Regions from separate parts of the Sus scrofa genome. Here region 1 is linked to region 2. The links are chromatin contacts, called in public Hi-C maps. All regions are on one chromosome and are shown on one strand. Each heading gives the region's core, a stretch centred on a gene start, on an enhancer-like site or on the middle of the called end of the contact. The rest is flanking DNA. Distances are from core to core; before and after follow the strand shown.

Region 1 (5,505 bases), core at 1,809-4,308, 42 kb after region 2:
CAACTTAATAGATTATATGTATAAACAACTCATTTGCCAAAGACTACTCATTCCACTAAAGAGGCATTTTCCTTTGGAAAACTAACAAAAACTGCCATTTTAATTTACTGCAAACATAACATGACTGTTCATCATGCCTTTCTAGTTGTTCTACCCAGCAGGAAAGGTGAGTAGACCACACAAGGGAGGAGAGACTAACACCCTGACAACCAGGGGAGGGAAAAGATACCCTGGAAATAATAAGATAATTTAGACATAATCCTAAATTAACCCTAGTTGTCTATTTAAAGTTTTCCCTCAAAATGTTACCACCAAATTACCAAAGGATTTTTTTTTTTTTTTTTTTTTTTTTTTTTTTTTTTTTTTACCTTGTAACAAGTACAAAATAATCCCTAGGGATGTACAGTCCTCTCTGCCTGCCACCCTGTCCCTTAAGTTTCCTCTAAGATGGAATATCATATTGGGAACTTTTCTGCATATCAATATCACATCTTCTATTACATTTTCTTCTGTTAAATTCACCAATGTGTATGACTAATTCTAAAAGCTGTATCTCCTCAATCTGTCGCCATTTATGACTAATCATATAATTTATAAGAACTCTTGTCAAATTCTTATCAAAAACTATGTTATCAACATCACCACAAGTAGCTATTTCTGCCTGCTCACCAAGAATCATGTCCCTCTTTCTTCCAAAAATACCCACTGCTGTGTACATATTCCACCCTGTCCCCTCATATTATTCAAGTACTTCAGAAGAAGATGCCCCCATACACACATCCAAGAGTAGCCCACATTCCTCCAAGGTTAATGCCAACTCCCTTGTCAGTACGTACTTATAGGAACACAAGCCTAAGTCAGTTAACACATGTGTCCCTGGCCACAGGGACTGAATGACCAATGAGACTCATGAGGGCTACGCTGGGCTTCCTTACTCTGGACAGATAATTACAGAAAGAAATGTTCTTGGCTAGGATGAGTTGGATTTTCTATTATTTGGGACAAAAAGCATCCCATCTGTTTAACAATTTTAAAAATGCACTGGTTGAGGATTTTGACCACCATCAATTAATGTATTTATGAACAAATGTAACCATTTCTATGAAACCCACAATCCTTTGACTAATACTGGACTTTCCATATTTGGAGAGATTGTTGACTTTGACAGTTTGTGGTATTTCAAGAGAGGTACATGTGGAGGAGCGAAGGTTAAGGAAAAGCAGTCATTGGAGAGCTTCATGTCACAGCCACATCATAGATCAAATCCAGAAAATGCAAAAATACCCCCATGTTTTCCTATCTGCCAGACCCGACTCTGCTCAGGTCTATATTAGGAAAATGATGAGCATCCTGATCCAAGGAGAACTCTGAGTAAGGGTGAAAGCATCAAGACTGCCATTACTATTTTGAAGGTGTTAATGAGTATTTCTTACAAATACCTGCAAACTGAAAGCAGTCTATAATTGCTAACAAATAAAGAGACAATATCGCCAAAAATAAATAACTTCCAGGGCACAGAAACATCTTACTGGCCTAACACAGACCCACCCTCATGGCTGTAAATAGTACCCTATTCTGGCATTTGCTTCTTACTTTCTCTTACATTGTTGGCCTTGCTGATTTTCTTAAGAAGGTTTAGGCAGTTGCTTCCCTGTGGGCTCTACAGCAATTTTCCAGTTCTATGACTCAGAAAGGGCAAGAGAAGAAAGGGCTCTCTCCTCTTCCATCCCTAGGTAAAACCAGAAAATGTTTATTTAGCTCTGATAGAGCAAGGCTCAGTTAGTTAATTCACTGTACAGACTTTCACAAACTTTTTTCTCTTTCAAATCAAATATTTACCAAGAGCTTGTATATGTAAGTCATAGGCTATTATTTATCCAAAGCCAATGCATGAATTATTTTTATCAGTTTCATACTTCCGTCCTCTTCTCTACATCTCTAATTTCAAAGTCAAATATTTTGAAGAAAAAATATTTATGCCTCACAAAATTTGCAATTAAACTTTTTGTGCCAGAATTGGTGGACTGAAGAGCAAGTTTGTTATTTCCAAAATAGTCTGTCGACACAAAGGTAAGCGACTCCACTTTTCTTAAAAATTGGTTTTCAAATGATGTGTGCTAAACTATTTATTAAAATGGAAATAGCCTGTGATAATAGAAGGAGACGAACAGCATCAATGAATTTATAAACGTTATCTGGAGGCAAAATCTGCACTGCCTACCAGGTTTGGCCAGAGACCGCAAAACTGTTAATTCAGAAACACTGAAGGCGTGGAGTCTGCATTCAGACCATAAGCCATGGATCGCAAACACATATAAGACTGGTTTATACTTATTTACTGCTCCGAAAAAATTTAATGATCCTTTCCGACGACATGGCCTCTTTGATTTTCTTAATTCTGCAAACTACCCTTAAAGCAACCTTATTTGGGCGGGGGGGGGGGGGGGACACATTTCATACTTGAGAATAAGCCAGGGCAGGTAAGCCAAGAGCCTCCTAAAGAGGACGGAAATACGGACAATGCCGAGGATGGCCAGAAAAGCGATGGGCTGGCCCTGAGCCCAGGGAGCACAGCTGGGACGAAGGCTAGGCCGCCTCCCCGGGGTTCCCGGCCAAGACCCCAGGACCCCCACCCACCACCAGGAGCGCAGCGCGCAGCCCGGGATAGCCGGGCCTGGGAAAGTTCGCACCTCCGCATCCCCGCCCCTTGCACTGACGAGCTTCTCCAGCCGCGGCACCGTCGCCACGGCGACCAGTCCCCACCCCACCCCCACCCAGCCTGGGGGCGCCGCGCCGCAGTCCCGCGGCGGCCTCGGGCTCCGCTCCCTCCGAGTCAGGACAGGCGCTGCCGAGCCCGGGAGACGAGGAACGCAAGGGGCGGGGGAGGATGAAGAGGTGCGAAAGGCGGAAGTCGTTCGGATCCCGGGCCGGGGCCGCCTCTTGCCCTGGGGGTCCTCACCCTTCACTTTGCCGAAGGTCCCGACCCCCAGCGTGTCCCCCAGGATGTAGTGGCCGATTTTCACCCGCCCGTCGTGTTTCTGCTTCTCGGCTGTCGCCATCTTTCTCCAGGAACTGAGTCTGCGCATGGCGCCGCGGGAGGGGGCGGAGGGGGCGGGCAGGGCCGCGCCGGGGGCGGGCGGGGAGGGGGTGGGGACGCGGGAGGGGAGCCGCGCCGCCGAGCCGCCGCCCTACGTCGCTTGCTGGGTCCCGTCAGCCAACAGAAGCGCGCAGACGCTCCCCCTGGCGGGGCAGGCAAGGGTCGCTAGGAGGGGCACCGGTACCCCTTTCCTCGCCCTGCGTCCTCGAGGCCTGGGGCTCCATCCCACCTGCGCGCGGGAGGGGGCTTCCTGGCTTTCTGAGGAGGGCAGCAGCTCTTCTGCTCCTTCTGCTTAGGCGGCGTCTCTGCCCGCAGTGGTCTCGCCTAATTACCGCTCTTGGTTTGGGGGGCCCGCTCTTCAAGAACACTGGAGAAGTCTGCTCCGGGCTTGTTACTAGTGGATTAAAACATGGCAGGGGACACCGCCCTGCCACTGCTTTCTAACCTTTAATTTTTCCTGTTCGGATGGAATCTAGAAGCCTCTAGGAGTTGTCAGTTGCATCTTTGATGAAGTTCCCTCTTCTTCCACTACATCCCCACCCCTGCTGGTCTTTTTTTTACTTTGCGCCAGTAAGTTGCTGTTTGGGCACCTCGACAGCTCAAGCAGCATTGTGGGTCTTTCCTTCTACTGGATTCTCTCCCGCAGTGTCCTCCCCGCAACAAGCTCTATTGGAAGGAGCGAGTTGGGGATAAGGGTGAATGTGTGTGTGTGTGTCTGGGAAGCAGGATGTTACCCAACACGTTCTGATGTATAGCAATTAATATTTTAAGATTATCAGTAAAATGTAGACCTTGAACTGAAAACAAAGCTTACAGTTGCATCAACCAAATCAATCAACAAATATTTATTGTACTTCCAGTGAGTAAGAGTTTATACAATGGGGTCATGGCATATCACAGGGGAAGTAGAGAAAGTATGCGTATTTGTAATAGAGTTTTTAAGTGAGTGTAAATAATTGTAAATTATTACTCTAACATGGGCGAAGTCAAGTGTCAACCAAAACAAAAACCAGTTTATGTGATCTCAGTTCTGCCGGGTCATAGCATTTGGGCCAGTGTCAATGGACAAAGAGTTGGACTCTTCATGAAAAAATATAAAAAAGGAAAAGATGTTCTTTTTCCATCCCAATGAAAGTTACTCAGCTCTTCTGATTTTTACATACTTCATAAAATCAAAATAACATGCGTTAAGCAGAGACAGCTTTGTTCCAAGCAAGGTACTGCAGAGGAAGCAAAAGCTTTTGAGCTTAGAATTATATCAGATAATCAGAGAACAGTTACAACCAGCTTTGGATAATCAGTTCCTACTGTATTACAGACTGTGTATATTTTTGAAGAGCCAAAAAGTTAAGAAATCTTTTTTGCAATCTTCCTGTACACTTTAGTTATTCCAACATAAGCTTTTTTTTTAAGATATTTGCTACACACCCATAAACAAACATATTTATAACAAAATAAGGAAAAAATATACATGAAAATTAGTCTTTGTTTCTATAACTGGTCACATGATCAGAGCTGGTGTTTATAACTACCTTATCCCACTACCCATCGTGGTTCATCCCAGGAAACTGGATATGGAGTAGGACCCTGTGCTATACAGCATTGTTTATCCATTCTAAATGTAGTAATTGGCATCTGCTAACACCAAACTCCCACTGCATCCCACGCCCTACCCCCAGACCTTGGCAACCACAAGTCTGTTCTATACTATGTCTGTGAGTCTGTTTCTGTTTTGTAGATAGGTTCATTTGCGCCTTTTTTTTTTTTTTTTTTTTTTTGTCTTTTTGTCTTTTCGTCTTTTCTGGGGCTGCACCCGAGGCACTTGGAGGTTCCCAGGCTAGGGGTCTAATCGGAGCTGTAGCCGGTGGCCTAAGCCACAGCCACAGCAACTCCAGATCCGAGCCTCGTCTGTGGCCTATACCACAGCTCACAGCAACCCCGGGTCCTTAACCCACTGAGCAAGGCCAGGGATCAAACCCTCAACCTCATGGTTCCTAGTTGGATTCGTTAATCACTGAGCCCTGACAGGCACTTCATTTGTGCTTTGCTTTAGATCCTACATATAAGTGGTATCATATGGTATACATCTTTCTCTTTCTGACTTACTTCACTTAGTATGAGAATCTCTAGTTGCAACCAGGAAATTTTTGATCATGAGATGTTTGGGGACAGGCAGTGGCTATTGTTGTAATTTTTGTTCTCTTGTTTCTTCATCTTTACCTGCTTGCTTTGTGAGTTTCTGCAGCCTTTTGGATATCTACAAAGCAGAAATAGTTCTCTGGATCCTCTAAAGGAAAAAAAAAACAAACAAACAACCTTTAATCCTCCCACCCCAAAATAGCATCTCATGGAGCTCCCTGGTAGCCCTGGCGTAGGCCACTACTATGGCTCAGGTTCATTCCCTGCCC
Region 2 (5,571 bases), core at 1,881-4,380:
CTGAATAGACATTTCTTCAAAGAATATATACAGATGGCCAAAAGACACATGAAAAAATGCTCAACATCACTAATTATTAGAGAAATGCAAATCAAACCTACTATGAGGTACACCTCCCACCTGTCAGAATGGCCATCATTAACAAGTCAACAAATAAGAAATGCTGGAAAGGGTGTGGAGAAAAGGGAACCCTCCAGCATTGTTCATGAGAATGTAAATTGGTACAACCACTCTGGAAAACAGTATGGAGGTACCTCAGAAAACTAAATAAAGAACTACCATATGACCCAGCAATCCCACTCTTGGGCATATATGGAGACAAAACTTTCCTTGAAAAAGATGCGTGCACCCATAAGTTCACTGTAGCACTATTCACAATAGCCAAGACATGCAAACAACCTAAATGTCCACTGACAGATGAATGGATTAAGAAGATGTATATATATATGTGCACACACACACACACATATATATATGCACACACACAATGGAATACTACTCAGCCATATAAAGAGCAAAATAATGCCATTTGCAGCAACATGGATGAAACTAGAGAATCTCATATTTAAGTGAAGTCAGAAAGACAAATACCGTATGATATCACTTACATCTGGAATCAAATATACACCACAAATGAACCTTTCCACAGAAAAGAAACTCATGGACTTGGAGAAGACTTGTGGTTGCCAAAGGGGAGGGGAAGGGGGAAGGAGTGGGATGGATTGGGAGTCTGGGGTTAATAGATGCAAATTACTGCCTTTGGAGTGGATAAGCAATGAGATACTGCTGTATAGGACACAGGAAACTATATCTAGTCACTTATGATGGAACATGATGGAAGATAATGTGAGAAAAAGAAAGTATATATATATATGTGTGTGTGTGCATGTGATTGGGTCACTGCTGTACAAAAGAAATTGACAGAACATTTTAAATCAACCATAATGGAAAAAAATAAAACTCATTAAAAAAATAAAATAACATTTGGGGGAAAAAAAGGAGTAAAGAATCAAGGACTCGGAGTTCCCGTCGTGGTGCAGTGGTTAATGAATCCGACTAGGAACCATGAGGTTTCGGGTTCGGTCCCTGCCCTTGCTCAGTGGGTTAAGGATCTGGCTTTGCTTTGAGCTATGATGTAGTGGGCAGAAATGGCTCGGATCTGGCGTTGCTGTGGTTGTGGCATAGGCCGGCAGCTGTAGCTCAATTACACCCCTAACCTAGGAACCTCCATATACCATGGGTTCAGCCCTAAAAAAAAAAAAAAAAAAAAAAAAAAAAAAGCAGCAATCTTCTATTACCAAAGCCATTGGTACAATTTAATATTGTCTCTAAACTGTCTAGAGACCAGAAGAGTACAGTCAACACAATACAGGATAACTGCCTACCAGAGAGTAAACAAAGGAAGCTATGATATGAGAAAAAAAAAACCCTGGAAGTTTCTACAAGCCCTTAAGTTTCATGAATAAAATTTAGCCCCTGGAGAGTTACTGCTATGGTGCAGAGTTAAGGCTACAGGGTTGCAGCAGCTGTGAGAGGTCGAAGCTACAGCTAAGATGCCATCAAGGGCTGAGAACTTCCATATGCCGCAGATGACACCAAAAAAAAAAAAAAAAAAAAAAAAAAAGCCCACCCACCGTAAAGGTGAGTGCATATATGCAAAAAGTCCTTCCACCTAGGAAAATCTTAACAGCTGGAGTTGATTCGGATATCTTAAACAGTATCAGTTTATTGTTCGTCTAAAGCTATCTGAACGTGAAATTAAAACTTAAGGCTTTCCTAAATTTATACAGTTGGATGGGCAAGGTGCCAACATCCTAGCCTTTACATTTTCCCTCCAGGATAAGGAATCATATGGGTAAGTCATAATCATATGGACTTTATGTTAAACTCATAAAACAACACAAATTTCTTATTCACTTATTTATTTGGTGTTTTGAGGGCCGCACCCGCGGCATATGGAGGTTCTCAGGCTGGGGGTCGAATCCGAGCTGTAGCTGTTGGCCTAAGCTCCAGCCACAGCAACGCGCCATATCCGAGCAGAATCTGTGACCTACCCCACAGCTCACCGCAACGCCAGATCCTTAACCCACTGAGCGAGGCCAGGGATCCAACCCGTGTCCTCATGGATACTAGCCTGGTTAGTTAACCACTGAGCCACGACGGTAGCTCCACAAATTTCTTCTACACGGAATTGTAATAAAGGAATGCCACGAAAATTCTAGATAACGATGCTGCCATCGAAATTCTTTTGTTGATACAATGAACCCTGGGATAGTCACTCAAAGACGGTGGACGCCTTGACATTTTACCCTGCCACAGGCTAGGGAAGGCTTCTCTCCATGGCATCGGTGGGTGCAGCCCTCAAGGCCAGAAACCTGAGAAACACAATCAAGTAGTCAAAACAGCACCCTTCCGGATAAGAGCTGGGTTCAGAGAATGAGGAATTCTTGAAAGGATTTGCCCGAAAATGTTACCGCAAAACAGAAACTAGTAATAGCGACTTCCCATTTATTTTGCATAACAATTAAAATGTGCGAAGTTCATAAAGGCTGGGCAGGACGTCACCCGCGAGTTCACAGCCCCGCCCTCAGCCGCGGGAACCTTCCTCCCAGGGTGCAAAGCAAACTCGCCTCCCGCCCCTCCCACCGCTCAGGGCAGGTCAAACCCCCGCCACCCGCCTCGGAAGCCGCCCTCGGCGCGGGCGCAAGGGAGAACGGGACACCCAGACTTGCTGGTCCCTAAAGACCAACCTTAGCGTCCCGGTTCTGTCACACCCGCGGTGGGTCTCAACTCCGACTTCTGAAGCTCTTTCCCCCCCGTCACCCCAAGACCCACCAGCCTCGTTTCCTCCTCTTCCTCGGGCTTCCACCACGGACCGGGTAGTCCGTGTTACCTAATGATCGCTCTCCAGTCTCGTATTTACATTCTGCTTGCCCTTTGCCCACCGGAAACGGAAATTATGCCCGACCTCCTACCTGCTTGCCTTTGGTGGCGGGACTTCTAAAAAAGGGGGCACGCCGACCTGGGGTGTCCGAACTCTCCAGAGAAAGGAGCAGGCAAGCCGAGACTCTGCGCCTTTCTCAGCCGCAGTCTTTTCCCTGGTACCACAAATCCCAGAAGTCACTGCGGCCGCACCGACCCCATGACCCTCCGCGGCTGGTATGCAGGGAGCGCCCTCTAGCGGTAAACGAGGGCCTACAACGCAGTAGTGCAGGAAACCAGCTGCGCAAGCTGAGTGTGCGCGCGGAGAGAACCGCCCTGGCGGTACCGGGCGACCCATGCAGTCAGCAGACGAGGCGCATGAGAACAGTTTGGGGAGGGTGCTTTACAGACTAAGTTGATGAGGTCGGTCAGTCGCAGAGGACAGAAAATAAATAAATGGAGACACGTTAACTCAGGGAAGTGTTCAGGAAATTGAAAAATGAAGATGGTCGATCTCAATGTCTGTGCAAAGGAAGATCATTTTTCTAGACCTGATTTTCTCAACTTCAATGCTGCAACATTTCGAACTGAATAATTATTTGTTGGGAAAAGGGGGGCTCTCCCGTGCGCTGCAGGGTTTTAAGGGCATCCGCCGTCTCTACCCATTAGCTGCCATTAGCATCCACTATCACCCCTTCATTTGTGACACCAAAAATGCTTCCCTCCACACGTTGGCAAATGTCTCTGGCAGAAAGATGGGTCCTCCACCTCTGCCCCATTGAGGATCACTGATGTGAGACAATAATTCTCCAAAGTTTATCCCAAGACCCCCAGGGTCGTCCAGATCCTTTCAAAGTCAAAACTCTCATACTAACATAAAGGCATCCTTTGCCTTTTTCACAATGTTGACATTTGTAGTGAGAGTGGAAAAGCAATGATGGCTAAAACCACCAGCACCTCAGCACATCAAGGCAATGATACCAAGCTGTACTAGCAGTCATTGCAAGCATCGCATTTACTGTAAGAAAGAAAAAAAAAATGCTGTCACTCAATGTCCTTGAGAAGCAGTAAGAATTATTTTATTAAAATAATCCAAGGAGTTTCCATAGTGGCTCAGTGGTTACGAATCCGACTAGGAACCATGAGGTTGCGGGTTCGATCCCTGGCCTCGCTCAGTGGGTTAAGGATCCAGCGTTGCCTTGAGCCATGGTGTAGGTAACAGGCAGCTCAGATCTGGCATTGCTGTGGCTGTGGTATAGGCCAGTGGCTACAGCTCCTATTAGACCCCTAGCCTGGGAACCTCCATATGCCACAGGAGCGGCCCTAAAAAAGGCAAAAAGTCAAAAAGACAAAAAAAAAAAAAAAAAAAATCCAAGTACATATTTCCTTTTTAATATTCTGTATGACAAAATCAGAGATACTGATAATGTGACTTTGCTATATAATGAAGTATGATGTCTCAAGTTAAAAGCACATGTGAGGAGTTCCCGTCGTGGCTCAGTGATTAACGAATCTGACTAGGAACCATGAGGTTGCAGGTTTGATCCCTGGCCTCGCTCAGTGGGTTAACGATCTGGCGTTGCCAGTGACCTGAGGTGTAGGTTGCAGACACGGCTTGGATCTGGCATTGCTGTGGCTCTGGCGTAGGCTGGGGGCTACAGCTCCAATTCAACCCCTAGCCTGGGAACCTCCATGTGCCACAGGTGCAGCCCTAGAAAAGACAAAAAAAAAAAAAAAAAAAAAAAAAAAAAAAAAAAGCACATGTGAGACTGCATAAGCTGAAGTAGATACCATTTTTGTGGAATAAAACTTTTATGCAGAAGGACTGACACACCTGCTGTTAATTCAGGTTTGGGTCTGACAAGCCTTTACTTGAAAATAAAGGGTGATTATTACATAAAGAAATACAATTGACAAGGTTGCCAAAGACAAAATTCAAGGATTTAAGCAACAATTATCATTTTGGAAAACTTCCATTTGCCATAATGGTCTTGCCAACTTCCCAGATGAGATCATTGGTGGTATAGGATGTGATTTTTATTCATATTGCTGGATGAAGAACATTTGTAAGAACTGCAGAAGTGAACCAAAATTTTCAAAATGATCAATACTCAATTGTGGTAGCCAGACTCCAAGATGGCTGCCTATGATCCCTACTCCTGGCATTCATACTGTTGTTTAATTCCTTCCCACATCATACCAGGATTGTTCTGTGTTGTCTGTAGGATAGGGCAGAAGTGATAGTAAATCACTTCTGATATTCATAAAAAAGACCGTACTAAAGCGGTGGTAGTGTTTCTTCATTTAGGTAAAGTTTTACATGGAAAACCTAAAACAATGAAAACGCATCAAGCCAAATATTTACGATTTGTGCACGTCTCTGTGTATGTTATACCTCTGTAAAAGTATGTAAAATACACACACACATATATATATATATATACATATATTTCCCTAACAAGGCATTCAGACCTGGATTTATACCTTATAGGGTCACATTCGTACTACTTGGTTCATAACAGCCATGTGAGAAGATCTAGTTCGGGAGTAAATAATTAAATGGTGCTTGAAGCTGTATGTACCCTTTTCTAGGAGTCTTTCCTAAATCTAACAACTCATTAGATCCATTCTACTGTGGTAAAGACTACC

The links. A called contact is a pair of places that touch in the nucleus more often than the background predicts.
Region 1: a contact with region 2 is called in a Hi-C map of undifferentiated spermatogonia, with 2.4 times the contacts expected there. The contact joins the promoter of PRKAA1 here to the promoter of TTC33 in region 2. A contact is called at or near these places in 1 of 5 promoter capture datasets (liver), 10 of 47 Hi-C or Micro-C datasets (embryonic fibroblasts, heart right ventricle, liver and 3 more) and 1 of 2 datasets of contacts at active chromatin or transcription factors (alveolar macrophages).

The regions. Positions count from the first base shown.
Region 1 is chr16:25,780,423-25,785,927 of Sscrofa11.1, forward strand. It overlaps PRKAA1 (protein kinase, AMP-activated, alpha 1 catalytic subunit), which reads right to left and starts at 3,059. Exons shown (of 9, transcript NM_001167633.1): 1 at 2,960-3,059. The coding sequence starts at 3,059.
Region 2 is chr16:25,738,832-25,744,402 of Sscrofa11.1, forward strand. It overlaps TTC33 (tetratricopeptide repeat protein 33), which reads right to left and starts at 3,131. Exons shown (of 5, transcript XM_021076656.1): 1 at 2,976-3,131.